Linked DNA regions of Drosophila melanogaster: region 2 is linked to region 1. A link is a contact called in public Hi-C data. All regions are on one chromosome and are shown on one strand. The core of a region is the stretch at or near the end of the contact, and the rest is flanking DNA. Distances in the headings are between cores, read along the strand shown.

Region 1 (7,314 bases), core at 602-3,101:
CTATTCAAAAGGTATAGCAGCACAAAGGCAGTCAAGTCAATTTGGTAAAAATTGAAACACCTGCTTGATTTCACGCCTGATTTAACTTTGGCCATTGTCCTGCTCCGCCCAGGAGTTTTTTCTCCTTGGCAGCAGCATGTGTTTGCAATTTAGCAAACAACGGGCCAAACTCGATAAGTTCGCTTCATTCTCCTCGGCAAACACTTGACGCGAACTGAAGTCAAGTTGAGCTGAGCTGAACTGAACTGAGTCGAGCTGAGTTGAGTTGCCTGGAGTTGAGTTGAGTACGGGCTAGGTGGGATGGCAGATTGCCATCGCCTGATAAGGAAGCGGTGAAAAAGTCCTGGCCCTCTGGCAATTTGTCTTTTGTTTGAAGTGAAATTTGCTGTTTGTCATGGCTTGAAAATTTAATGTGTCTGCCCGGCGGCGGCAAGTGTAAGAACTGGGCGGCTTATGGGTGCTGCGCGGCATCTACAGGCATTAGTCGAATGTTCGATTTTAAATGCCTCCTGGCAGGACATAATTACGATTGCCAAACATTATTTGGTTAGACATCAGCCATAACATTTGTGGGAAGGTGGCCTACAATCGAAGACGGAACTGTGAATACTCTTCGTAAAATATGAGAAGAGAAGAAAATTCCCTTTAAATATGTACATCAAGCATTGCAATTATATATCATCCCATTCTGATTCCTACTAAAAAGTAATTAAGTATCGAATTATTCGAATTTTTTATCGACATATTTTTTAATACATTTCTTTTATCCGAAAAAATGTGGAACCGAGTGGAGAATGGATTTTTCTAGATTAAAAAATACGATTTTTGATAGAAATCAATAAGGTTAATGACTTCTGAATCTTCCCGCGGCAAGTGTGACTGAAATGTAACTGTTGTAATTGCCTCTGCCCAATACAGTTTATGGCTGCAACAACGGTTAGTGGCAATGCCAAAAGCCATGCCACAGCTAAAGACATGGTAATTAGTGGCTCACACATAAACGCACCAACGCATTTTCGCACCCGCACGCTGTAAGGCAGAATTTATGCATTTGCGTAGCTCGGCCATGTCCTGCGTCGTGTCCTGGCGCCTACAGCCGCCTGCGAGTGTGCCATGCTTTATTTTAAATGGTTTTAATTGTTGTGTCAACACAGGCACACAAACACACACGCACGCACTCGCGCACAGAGAGCCACGCACACCAACGCAACGAGAGAGGCTGCAGGCGGGCGGCTGTCAAACCGCAGAGCGCCTAAATGCATGCTTTAAAACTTGTTTGCCAGCAAAGCTAATGAGCTTTGCCATTACACAACAACAAGAGCGGCTTCGCACTTTGTTTGCGGTTGTGTCATTAACAGCAGGCGCCGCAGTCCTTGGCCCAAAAGCAGCCAAGGAGGCAGAAGTTATTACCAACGACTAAACATAAGTAAGTGATATTTGCCCAGGGGGGCTAGAGGTTTAGGCGGTGGCGGCGGTACAGGCCAAATATTAACTCATTTCGGTTTGGGAATCGATCCTGTTAGGCCTGTAAAAACTTTCCCCTGACTGTGGCCTGTGGATGTGGTAGGTTCAGTTTGAGGAATTAATTTAATTAAAACTGATTAGAGAACATTGGCGGCAGGCGAACAGGAATGATTGAGCTGTTTGCTGTGCAGCGGAGCGAGTCAGCTGGCCGGAATAGATGGAAAATACATTTCCATAAACACATTTAATTGAATTAAATATTATCGAATGCGAAAAAAATCGCTATTTGTCTTTAATTTTTCCAATGTCTGACTGAACTCTGTATTATAAACGGGTTTTTATAACTTTATTCACAGGCAGTTCCGAACGCGGACACTTTTGTTTTTCTGTCATAATACCTTTTGCTTTAGTTATTTTTCATGTTAATTAATTTTGTAATTAAATATGCATTTATGGCCTGGCGCGAACATAATTCATCTGGCGTACATGTGAGTGTATATCCGATATGTGTGTGCTTATGCCATTTTCAATATATTTATCTCGGCGCTCATTTATATTTGCATATATTTTTAGCCAGCGGCCATGTTGACACATGTTTGAAACGTAAATAAATAATGCAACAAACAAACAAGGAGCAAACGCAACGGACACCGTGAACGGGGATGTGGGCGGGTAAATTTTGGTGGGTAAATATATTTCAAATAAATATTAATGGCTGCGACCAGGCGCAAATGATTTTCATGTAATTATACAAATAGCTAATTATTTTTGATTTTTAATTAAAATAAAAATGGCCGTCGGCGAGGCGGAGAAAGTCCATTAAGGAAAAGCCGCCAATTACAAGATTAACTCGCATAGAAAATAAAGGCTTTGATGGCAAAATACCAAACAGTGGTAGTCAAATAAATTAAAATGATTTATATGCAGATTAAAAAGATCCTTTCATATATGTACGTATATATATTGTATAAATATATAAGTGCATCTGTCCTCAACTAAATGCAAATGAGCCTGTAAAAATGCATTTTCAGTGCTCATCAAATGCGCAGCTCATCAATCGAATACGATTTTTGTTATATGCGGTGCAAAATCATTTGTCTGTCAGCACAATTATAATTATTTTATTATTATTATAATTCGCTGCTAGCGTGTCTATTTGTTTTAATGGCCAATGCATAAATAAATGCCAAATTACATTAATAGCATTTGTTCAATGCTCAGCCATGACTTCCGCCTGTGTGAATGCGAATTGTTCAGTGGCGAGCGAATCAATTTTTGGAATTTAACCAATGTTCAGCCAGTCGGAGAAATGTTTTCCACTAAAGTTAATTAACAATTGTTTTGTACATGGCACAGGCACATGGCGATTGTTGTGGTTCGCTGGGAATGCATTTTAATGGATTGTTTGTCAGGGATTAGCATGCGGACAGTGGCCAAGCACTGGATAAAGTCGCAAATGCAATATTTTATGCCTATGGCTTTCGACTGCTGAGCCTCCTCAGTGCACACCGAACATTAATCAATCCAAAATAATAAAAATGAAGCCCGCCCGTAGAATGTACACATTTAATCTACCAGAAAACACTTGCTGCGAATCCCTTGCCGAACCCTTGTTGAAGTAAATATGAAATTTGAGTAATTGTTTTTGGGGTCATGTCTGGAGGCCAATCATAAATCATGGAAGCTGTTCCATAGTTTTAGGCGCTCGTCCATAAAGGCCCTATTACAATGTAAAGCGAAACCGATGGCAAAGGATATGTATGGCAACAAATTGCAGGTGGCCTCATGCTACTCCTTGCGCCAGGATGTGTGACAAAAAAGCAACAATCACCATTAGTGTCACCCGCCATCATCAATCATCGACAGGACCGTCCAAGGTGGACACTTGCCAGGACCTTCTCATTCTTAACACTCAATTCCTTTCCATCGTGTTGCTCAGTTTAAAGCACTTTTAAGTAGATGAGCGATACGAGGCTTTGTTTTTTATGTCAGTGTCAGCTGTTGTTTGCTCTAATATTTTCGTGTTCGGCTTTGTCAAAAGAATATCTTTTCCTTTTTCTTTTTTTTGTAGAACCGGTGCTAATGAAGTGTTCGGGAGTGACGTCGCAGATTCTCGCCTTATTTGTAATTGTTTTTGCCGGCGCTTTAGCACTCGAGTGTCATCATTTATCACAAAATAATTAAAGGTCTAGCAACCTTCAAAAAGATTTTGCACAAAGTGCAGTCAAAGTTTTGGTCCCAGGTAAGCGAGCTCTCCAACTTTTTCAGGTGCGCTTCAAAGTCGTTGCAAAAAATGTTTACAGATATGCAACTTCAGCGGGGTTCGAAAAGGGACGACGGGACGAGGGGACGCACGACAAAACACTTGGTAATAACTGCCAAAAAGTTTTCAGTCTACTCGAATGTGGTTGTTGTTGTCTCTGGCTGCGACTTCAAAAATATAATTTATGGCCCCATAGCCGCGGGTTCAGCCCGAGCATCGATAAGGTGGCTGAAGTGGCAAGATATTTGTACTTTTCCGAAAGGAACCCCCGAAACACTTATGGGCAAACTTTTATATAAACCCTCCCTCCACCCACTCACTCACACACTTGCACAAACAAATGCAAACACACATGTGTGTCTGACAAAACATTGTTGCATAGTTTTTGGCCACTTGGCAGGGCTGGGGATGCAATTTTTTGAAAGGGGAGATCGCTAATAGAAATAGGAAATGTTTACAAAGTATTTTCATAACTGCAGGCACACTGACACCTGACACAGGTGCGCTAGTGTGTGTATGAGCGCGCCTGAAGGTATGCAATAAATAAGGCAGACAAATATTTCAGGACGTCGAGAGGGCGGGATGATGAGGGACGAGGCAGTGGCAGTGGCAGTACTTAAGCGAAAAGGAGACGGGCTAGCTGGCATTCTGACACTCTGGCTAAATAATTTTGCACACGCATCTTAACCCTTCGGTGCCCTCGGTCCTCGGCCCTCTGGGCTGCCTGTCTACCTGTTTATGTCTGCCCAGCTCCTTTTCCGTGCCAGGATAAATATGAAAAACATGCTAAAAACTTTCAGGGCAACGTCTTCTCCTTCGGGTCCTACTTCTTCTCCTCCTGACAGCGTCTGCTGTCTCGGCAGCATTTTTTAAGGTGCAACATTGCTGGGGCATCCTTTATGCCACGCCTCTTTCGCATTTTGCATAACAAAAGTGCAAACTCATTTCTCGGCCGCCTGCGGAAAAGCGCGTGGGCGTGGCAGATACCGTTGCGATCCTTCCTATATAGGTTGTATCCTTCTTTTTCGTGTTTTTTTTTTTTACCAGTTGCATGCATGAAATTTAATGGCGTGCACTTTGTTGTTGTCGACGTAGCGACACTCAGGACACTACTATGCAAAACATTTCGTGCTGTTTTGGTATGTGAATTATGTATCTGAATTTTCCTTTCTTTTCGCTGCGACATTGCTGCCTCAGAAATTATTCGTCTTGGCTGCTTAATTTAATGTCGAGTGAGATGAAAAATGAGCTTCCGGCTGACGGACAACATGAAATCTGGCTAATAAACACGGAACCATTTGGCAAGCCCTTTCTCTTTTCGTCATCTTTTTTTTTTTTTTTTTGAGACGCAATCGAAGTGCCGGCCCGTGTGTAGATTAAATGTTTAAAAATTAATCGAGCCGAACCCAGGCGACCCTTCTTCACACTTGGCATTTTCGTTTGATTTATGGCCACGACGTCAGGCTTTTTACTTTAAATGCCACAGGACGAAGGACGAAGAATCCAGGAGAGGCAGCACGGCAGCACACAACAATTTCAAATTGCCAGCTCAAATTTTTTGAAAGGCGGCGACATTTTTGGCAAATTTATGTATTTGTCACATTGCTGTTGTAGGGACATAAAAAAATAAAACTCAATGGCGAAGAGAGAGTGGGGCGAAACTTTTTGCCGCAACATTGTTTTTGCTCCTTTGCCGCCGTCGCTCTGCATATGATTTATTGCAGGGGAAATGCATGTGCCCAACGGCAGGAAGGACTCGCCAAAAGCTGACTGTTTGGGAGTCCTGCCAGTTGCAGGGCATTTGGCTGCAACAAAACGCAAATTTGTCTATTTCGTCAAAATGGTCGACAGGCGTTTGGGGTTTTCCAGAGCCTGGTCGTCCGTTGGCCTCGTCTGCTGTTGACATTTACCAAGCAAACCAAATTCAGCCGAATGCTCCGCTGTCTCACTGGCAGTGTCTCGCTTTTTTGTTTGCCAGCAAGTCCTTGCATCCTTGGGCTCTGCATGGGCAAAAGTTCAGCGCAAAACCAAGACAAATCACATGCTTTTACACAGGGCAAATTGTCTGTTGTGTTTTTTGCACGACTATAAATTATGCTGGGCTAGATTTTTTGGCCCCGCCAGCATGTGCAACATTTGCATACTTTTAGTTTAGGGCAATCACATGGTTTAAGTGCGCAGAGCCACGCCCACAAGGTCACCGCTCAAGGGCAAAGAGTGGTTCAGCAAGAAGAGCCGAAGCGAAATTGATGTGTCTGCCGCTCGTCCTTCTTCCTGGGACAGGACTAAATAAACTTAATTTTTAATTTCGCCCCAGAAGGGATAAGGAGCAAAACAAAAATATGAAAAGTAAAAGCAAAGAAAAATGCGTTAAGTTCTCCCTTTTATGCCCAGCCCATAATTTTTTTTTGGTCCCACGGGGGAGGCAAGAAAAGGGTTTTTATTTTCGAAAGGAAGTGCAAAGTTTTGTTTGCCCAAAATCAACAAACACAAAAATGTTGGTAAAAATTTCGCTTTTTCTCGTCGTGCTGTATGTTGTTGTATGTACATTATATTATAAGCAAACACATATACATATAAATATTTGCCATAAGAAAAGATATGCCGACGTCGTCGCTTTTAGTTGTTCCTGTCATCCCCGAATCCTTGGCCGCTGCTCCTCAATGTTTGTTTGTGCCTTAGTGCGCAAAAAGTAAATTATTTATCTAGGAGACGAAGCCAGAAGGAAATAGGAAGTGCTCTCTGTGTGCACGAGTGTGTGTGTTGCGTATAAATGTTAAGACAAACAGAAGACAGGCAAAGCATACATTGCCACCCATTTCCAGCAAACCAAACCAAACCACCCACCACCCACCACCCATCCAACAAGTACACACAACGCGGCTTTCAATTAGAACAAGCGAAACGCGCAAAATTAAAAACACGCAGTGCAAGACAAACAGTGAAACCGGAAAAGTGGGCGGGCGGAGGCAAATCTCCCGGCCGGAGCTCCTTTTTCCTCTATTCTCGGGCATCAAATGAAAAACTCAAATAGAAAGAACCGAGGGATTTCTTTTTTTTTTCTGCTCTCTTATAGCCGGGAAGCATAGATTTTTTCGGGATTTACCGGCTTAAGAGGAGAGGATAAAATGGGAACGGAACCTTACTCGATGACTGAATGGGCAGCGAATCCAACCTAATTGTTGGACAATTGCCAGAGCAACTGGCATCTTGAGCGACCGGCGAAGCGGCTTAAGTTGTTGCAATTACAAGCGATGCAGATAGGGGCCACATGCCACGACGATTGCTCCATCCTAACCAGTCTCGAGCACTTTAAGGCCAAGTGCCGTGATATGGCCAACTGCGGCCGGTTGCATTCCACTTGCAATTACTGAGCACTAGTTGGCCAACGGGGCGTATGGGGTACGGCTAAGATAAATACACTCGGCTCTGGTCTTAAATTGAGGCGGCTAATGAAAAAGGGTATCAGAGCAAGGACAACGAAGGGAAAATTTGAAGTAAGTCTGGTGTACTGCGACTGACTCACTGACTCCCTTTTTGCCTTTTTCAATTTTCATTTTCGCAGCTAAACTGTGAAACAATTTTTA
Region 2 (7,165 bases), core at 2,347-4,846, 130 kb after region 1:
TCTAATGAGACAACAAAGCAAGGTCACGGTTGGTCAAAGTTGGAGGAAAGGGTTTCCAAAGATTAGAAAAGAAACGAAGGAAAAGTGTCACCAATTTGCATAATTGCACCGATTTTTCTTCGCCATTGGCACTGTGTTCTCCATCGTCGTCGCCCTTTTAATTGACAAAATCGTTGATTAATTGCTTTTGACCGCACTGCCAGGCTCAATTAGTCGGCCAGCGAGTTCATTTGGCGTACAACTATGGACATGTGCGAGATCGAAGCTCTGCCCTTCTTTTTAATTGTCTACGACATTTATGGTTGACAGCAGGTCGCCACAACCCAACAGCAGACACCTACTCCCACAGCCCAGGCATTTCCATTTTGACCAATTTGGTTAATGGCCATAATATTTATTTAGTCAAAGCAAACACAACAACAAGTCCGGATAATGACGTGGGCCATAAAAAAACGCGGCCCATAAAAATAATGCATAAATAAGAGCAAATAAATGACAGCATGTAGAAAAAACGGTGGGGCTGGGTGGAAAATAGAAGCTCAAGCCTTGTTCTATATGAGACGGCCATAAACAAAACAAATGTTTTCTTGGCCTGGAAAAGTGGTGGCTTGCGAGGGAAAAAGACAGGGACAAGGCAGACTGATTCAGTCACAATGAATGTCAAATTTGTGTGGCTTATTAATTGTTCTTTGCATTTGGTTCGCTTCTAATTAAGACAAAATGTTCTGTCCCATTGTCATTTTTTGTACTTCTCTATAGAGCCGACTAACGAGCTTTGGCATTGGGCCAAATTAACGCACTGACACACTGAATAAGGAGCTTCGAAAATTGGAACCAGCAGTCCCACTCCCACTCCCGAACCCAAATCCAAACCCATACCCATACCCATACACACTTCTCTCCATGACCATTCACCGCAAAAAAAAAGCTGTGTACAAACACGATTCGCTGCACAGATCGCGTTGGCCATTCTAATGACTTCCACTGGGCAGTTTGTAATTACGCATTATTCAAATTACAAATTTGCAGCAACAACAAGGACACTCGGCTGGAGGTTTAGCTGGAAATTTAAACTCTAAACAGACGCAAAAACAGACGGCGGACCACAAAAATCGGGTCAACTCAAATGACAAATGTCCTCGGCCAAAAAAAGGATGAGGTGGTGGGGAGTTGAGGGGTCACAGAAATGTGCATTTCACCCAAACTCAAACTGCCGGGTGAACAATATGTTTAAATGCTGTGCTGCATTCACTGCTCTGCTTTTCGGTTTGACTTTCAAAATGTCAAATACATTAAACGTGCATTTGCGTTGGGGTTAGTTGCGATTTGGTGGCACAGCCGGCCACAAAGGGGTAACGGGAGTGGTGCTAGTGGCAAGCAGATCGAAAGAGTCGTTTAGAGTCCCTGACAGTTGAAATTTACCTTTTGGCCATAATGACATCACGTACACAAAAGGTGTGTGTGCCTTCGGAGGGGGTCCGCCCAGCTGGACCCCCATTTTGCTCCTGTTTTGCTAGTACATATGCTATTTGTTGCATACTTTTGGGTAGCAATAGGTGGGTGGGCTGCCGGATGCGAAAGGACAGCGTGTGTGCGCTTTTGCGGCTTACAGGCCGAAAGCCGAGTGCCGTGGCTAATGCGAATCCGAAAATGGAGCCAATGGACAATCACATAAAACAAATTACACGAAAAGTTTTAGCTGCAACAGCCCACACAAGTACGCTACAAAATGCAAGTACCGAGCTGCAATGCCAGGACGAATTGGGTATGCTCTGGGCGGAGGAGGATCTGCTCCATGGTTTCTATATTACTCTAGCTCCTTTTTAGTGCTGTCGTAATGCTAAAGAATTCAGGTACAATGACCAGGTAAGACCATTTTGAGTAGGAAAGGAGCGCAGCAAATCTTTACAATCAACGCTTTTTGGGGTTCCCCGCGCGTTTTGCTATTTTTAGGAGGGGCGTGGCCGTGACTGCCCAGTTACCAAACTGACTGTGGAGATAATCAAATGAAAAAACGTAAATGTCTCGTTAAATTGCACAGAAATTAGATTTTTCTTGCTCCCTCGCTCACTTTCCCTGCTGGCGTAGCGCCTCTCCGCTGCCTCTCTTTTTTTGCTCGCTCGGTTTTTCCCGGAAAATCAGAGCATGACCACTGGCTGTGTGTGAGTGGTGGCTGAGGGGGGCGGTGCGAGGACCTGTGTGAAAAATCAAATTAAGTATACGTAAAACGCGAACAGCGACAGGACATCCCCAGCAAGCGAACCGAAGCGGCTCCATCTCCCAGCTGAAAATCAAGGCGAGTTGTCGATTGGTAAAAGCTTTTAAGGTGCCCAGATAAAGGAGGGGCTAGTGATGGGTCGTGGGGGCTGTGGAGGATTCAAGGGGCACCGCACGCTAAAACCCAACTACTATGCTACCTTTAATTGGATTACAGGTGTATGGCTGTGCGTGTGTGAATGTCCACGGCGACGAGGGTTGCCCAACACACACCGAAAGTTGTGAAAAGCATAAGTTTGCATTTTTATGAAGTTGGCTAACCATATGCTGCCTGTGCAGTGGCGTTGGTTTTGTGCACGACTTGGCCATGCGGAGCATCTGGGAAGTATGGGTGTTACGAGATTAAGGTGTGAGATGGAAATGGTGACAAGATTGGGGGATAAAATCCTTAGCTCCCCCTCACCAATTTATACACTCGATAGTTAAGGACTCATTCCGCAGTCCATTTCGCGACGCTAACTTGATTAATACAGCCCACTCCATCGACCATTTTGCCTAGGCCTTTTGCTCAAATATTCATAAATATGTTTGCAGTTAAAGCAGGCCAACATTTCGAGCGGTTACAAAGCGAATTGGTTATTAACGTTATGGGTATATGCCCCTTATTGCCTCCCTTTTGGACGGCATTGAGCTGTGCATTTTAATTTAATTAAAAGTTATGGCAAATGTAGCGCAAAGGGGCAAAATGGTGGCTGGGGTAGGGGAAGCCAATAATAAACCAAATTATTGCATGTATTAAATGAGTTTTCCCCCGTTTGAGAGTGTGTGTTTGTGTGCTGTTGTTGATGTTGATGTTGCCTGCAATTAGGCGCAGCTGCTGCAAGGAGATGGAGATGCGAAGGGTATTCGGGCTCAGGCTCAGGCTCAGGTTGGTCCTTTCTGTTTATGGGCCGTGTTCCTGTGGCTTTTGAGCTTTTTGCGCCAAAACATTTGCCCTGCCATAATTGAGTTAGGCATGGCATTCGCACACAAGCGCAGAGACACATTGCATACCAACACAGGCGCAGAGAAAGTTTGCTTTACCATACTTTTGGGCGGTGAGAATTTCGAACCTTTTGTTTATGGCCCTGTCACGAGGTTTAATCTAATGTCAAATGCTGTGCATAATTTTCCATTGTTTCGGCTGTAATTGGCTTTTGTTGCTGCATAGTTCCAGCACGTGTATCTTCCCGGCCACGAAGAGTTGCCAAGATGTTGGCATTTCTTGGCTAATTGCATTAGTTTCGGTGCGCCCTGCATACTTTTCGTCCTGCCAATTAGTTGCAGTCCGCCCTGCGCACACACTTCCGACTCAATTAGTCGGCATCAATGATTTATTGCACACTTTTAGGCAGCCTAAGAAGAGCAAAGTTCTTCCTTTTCCGACGGACCCTTTTGGCTGCCTTAAAAGCCTAGGCCCTTCAACTGCAGTCTAAGCGGATTTCCAACGCATTTAAAGTTTATTAATAAGCAGTCTTGGCTTTGCTCGCTCAATGATGGCCCAGCTGTTATCACATATTTTTTTCTTTCCCAAACACAATAGGTGAAGCCCAGAGGAGATTATCTAGAATTTGGGCTGTTTTGAGTTCCCAGAATTACTTTCCTCAAATCGATGTTCTATAACCACATGGCGATAGCATGAATGGCCACCACACAGTTGTTAATTACCCTGATGGCAGCAGAAAAACCATTCAAAATGTCGAGCCCAAGTAAGCTGGCCTTTCATTAGCCTACCATCTAATTTCCGATAAATTCGGGTCTTAATTAGATTATTATTATTACTGCAAGTGCAGGCACCAAAGGAACAAACAACAGACCGGCTGGCCAGAGCGACCAGAAGCTAAACCAGTGGCAGTCGTACCAGTGAGTTGATCTTGTGGTCTGGGCCACAGAATAGGAGCGGCAACCACAGCAAAATATGTCTGGACCAAACACCACCACACCTCCTCGTGCCTCAAAAATCTCCTCAGACCACAGCATGTCCTGGAAACACTGCACCCAGGCAAAGCCTAACCGAACCAAAACTGAGCTGAAGCGAACTGTCTGCATAAGTTGAAGATAAACGTAAACCGCATGCACGGCACAATAAACAGACATCAGTGTGCATTTCCCTGACTATTTGTCAAAAACATTGCAATAACAACAGGGACAACAGGCCCACGCTTCGCCCTCCAGGATCAGGATCGGAATCAGGGCGACTGGGCAACTGGGCAGCGGCAGTTGCAGTTGCCGTGGCAGTGGAAGTGGCAGGGGCGGGGGCTCAACCAAAAACCGAACGCACAGATAAGCCCTTGAATGCAGTCCAAAAGGGTGCAGGATGTGGGGTGAAGTGAAGGTGTTTGCACTGGCAATGCCAGCGATAATAAACCAGCAGCAGCAACAACATCACACGATAGCAACAAGCAAAGCAACAACAACCTGCGCGAAATGAGAAATGCAGCATAATATTAACCACAAACTGAGATTGCAAGTGCAGAGATGGTCGGAAAGGGGGTTGCATGCAAACAGGCGTTCAATCTGCAGTTGCACTGAGAGAAAATGCAGAGAAAGGCTTACGATGCGATGATAAGACATGAGTTTAAATTTACGTTTTATTTATTTAGTATAATTTTATTGATTGGCGTAGAATATAGTGATATTATATTTTCTAAAGATCACAGAAAAAACAAGAAACAATCAAAATATCAACTGAGAATATTTACTATAAATTGTATATATTTTTAACGGTGCGTAGAATATCCTTTTGTTTTACTCACCACTTAAAGCGGCATATATGAAGATAGGAGGAACTTCACTATTTGAATGAAAATAACTTTTTTAGTGCTGTCAGTTTCGGTGGAGAGAGAAAAAAGAAGTTCATATCTTTACAAATGCACAACTTCGAAATTAGGCGTTTACGAGAAATCTAATTTCCTTGGCTCTGGAAAGTGCCTTCGTCATTTGACAACAAAAGCAGGCATCAAAAGATGGATTGGCCAATTTGGTTTTCGCAGTGTTTACCCTGTAGCTGGCATGGCCTTCACACCGGCCACGGGGCAACTTTCGGATGCGGGTTTTTCTAACGTAGCCCACTCCCAAGCTCCTCCTGACCAGAAAGGAGGAAATGAGCTCCTGCTGCTGATGCATTTCCCATGGACCGAATGCAACCTTCGCCTGGTAATAACAAACCAAACACTGCATAAATTCAGGCATCGAGTCTGGCTAGCCTCTCCGCCCCCAGAAACGGTGAGCTCTTCGTTTTCGCTTTGGTATTTGGTCAAGACTGTCTGTTTGTATTTGGATTTGGCTTGTTTCGCCAACTGCCAACAGGGCCCAAGCCCAAAACCCAACCCACCCAACCCAAACCAGATCCCGATCCCGAGCCCAACAGCCAAATAGCAGCCGAACTGCAGCGCCTATTGTTCGGCAATGGCTTTTGTTTTGTTAATTTGCTCGGTCCAACAACACAGCCAGCCGCCTGGGCAACTTTCATGGAATGCGCTTTGCTTAGGATTGACTTGGATTATTCGACTGGCAGACGTGGATGTGGGATGTTGGATTTGGGGCGTGGGAACTGGGTAGTGGTAAATGGAAAGTGGGGGCACCGGCAGATAACTAAGCTACTATCGAAAAATGGACACTCTCGATAGCAGGAAGGGTCCGAATCTGAGGGCTTAAATGGCTGCACCATGCACAGTATCTAAAGTCCCCAGAAAGTTATTCACCGAAGAGTGTAGTGGTAACTGCTCCCCAATCACCCAATTGCAGGACTCTAATCCCAGTTGTTGCGCCTTAGACCCATTTGAGGCTGCAGGGCGTAGTTAAACCAATTTTAATTACATGCATGCTGCACGCTGGAGTTCTGGACCTTATCAGCACCACAAAAATTAATGCCAAGCTAATTGAATATGAAAAGAGCAGACTACCGACTACCCCATACCGAAGACTAAGTCCCTGGGACGACAATACGACAAAGTGCCTGGGGGGATCTGGGCCAGAATATAAGCATTCCGGGCTGTCACTAATGGAAAAAGCATCAATGGCTTATGGATTCCAGTTTTTCGAATGGCAATGGCAAAAAATTTATGGATTTCATTCTCTATTCCTCGCATTTTCCTCCATCTTCCTCGGGGGAAGGAGGCCACCTGTCGTTTGGCGTATTTGCAGATATTCGCAGCACCCGGCAGAATAAACAAATGGCTAAGATTACACGGCAACTGCTAGTATGGCCTGGCATGGCCTGGCCTATGATTTCAAGGCGATGGCAGAGTGCGTTTTAAACTGACGCCCATGACGCAAACAATAACCTTATAAACCAACTCCCCCTGCCCCTTTCGACAACTACCATTCCCTGTGGGCGTGGGTGTGGGTGGTGTGGACGGGAGTGGGCGTGGTGCTGTATACACAAATAAACATTCAAGTGGAATTATTGCAACGAAATTCAAAGGATTACGACAAAAGCACGTTCACAGGATTCAGCAGCAACTACGGACTCCAGTGCAAGGCACGGCCCACGGATCGGCAACGGACTCTCCGGGTCGCCAATGACAACAATGCGGGCCTCGTGGAGCGGCAGGAGGAGCAGCTGGAGCAGCAGTAGCATGATGAAGCGTTGCCGTGAGGTGGAGCGGGTCAGGGGTCATGGTGTGCAGAGCCGGAGGGCGAGTGTGGTTCGGCAAGTTCAATGAAGGAAAATTATGAAGCCTTATTTATTGTTTATGCGTGCGCATAGCTCATGGAGAGCATTTCAAACCGGGAGCAAGTGGAAGTGGAAGGACTTGTAATTTTTGTCCGGCAATATACTGGAAAGGCAAAAATGGATTAATACGCTAGATGATTGGCTTTAAGGTCATCACTTCTATAAATTCTTATCGAAAAATATTTGAGGGTTTAATGCAATTTAGTGATACATGTAAGGTCCCTTATATCT

The links. A called contact is a pair of places that touch in the nucleus more often than the background predicts.
Region 2: a contact with region 1 is called in a Hi-C map of the Kc167 cell line, with 1.5 times the contacts expected there. The contact joins the enhancer-like site here to the promoter of lncRNA:CR45178 in region 1. A contact is called at or near these places in 10 of 107 Hi-C or Micro-C datasets (the Kc167 cell line, the S2 cell line, cellular blastoderm embryo and 4 more).

What each region holds. Positions count from the first base shown.
Region 1 is chr3L:13,555,904-13,563,217 of dm6, forward strand. It overlaps lncRNA:CR45178 (long non-coding RNA:CR45178), which reads left to right and starts at 1,852. Exons shown (of 2, transcript NR_124933.1): 1 at 1,852-1,952; 2 at 2,038-2,198. All of the region lies in intron 7 of bru3 (bruno 3), which reads right to left.
Region 2 is chr3L:13,685,050-13,692,214 of dm6, forward strand. The region is part of intron 4 of bru3 (bruno 3); the gene reads right to left. Among named protein-coding and RNA genes, the nearest start is that of mir-289, 68 kb to the left of the region's middle. Within about 2 kb of position 3,597, at least 11 of the 39 cell types and tissues checked have an H3K27ac peak or open chromatin away from gene starts, as enhancers often do. A contact at or near this core is called in the Kc167 cell line, cellular blastoderm embryo and gastrula embryo, where this site is marked.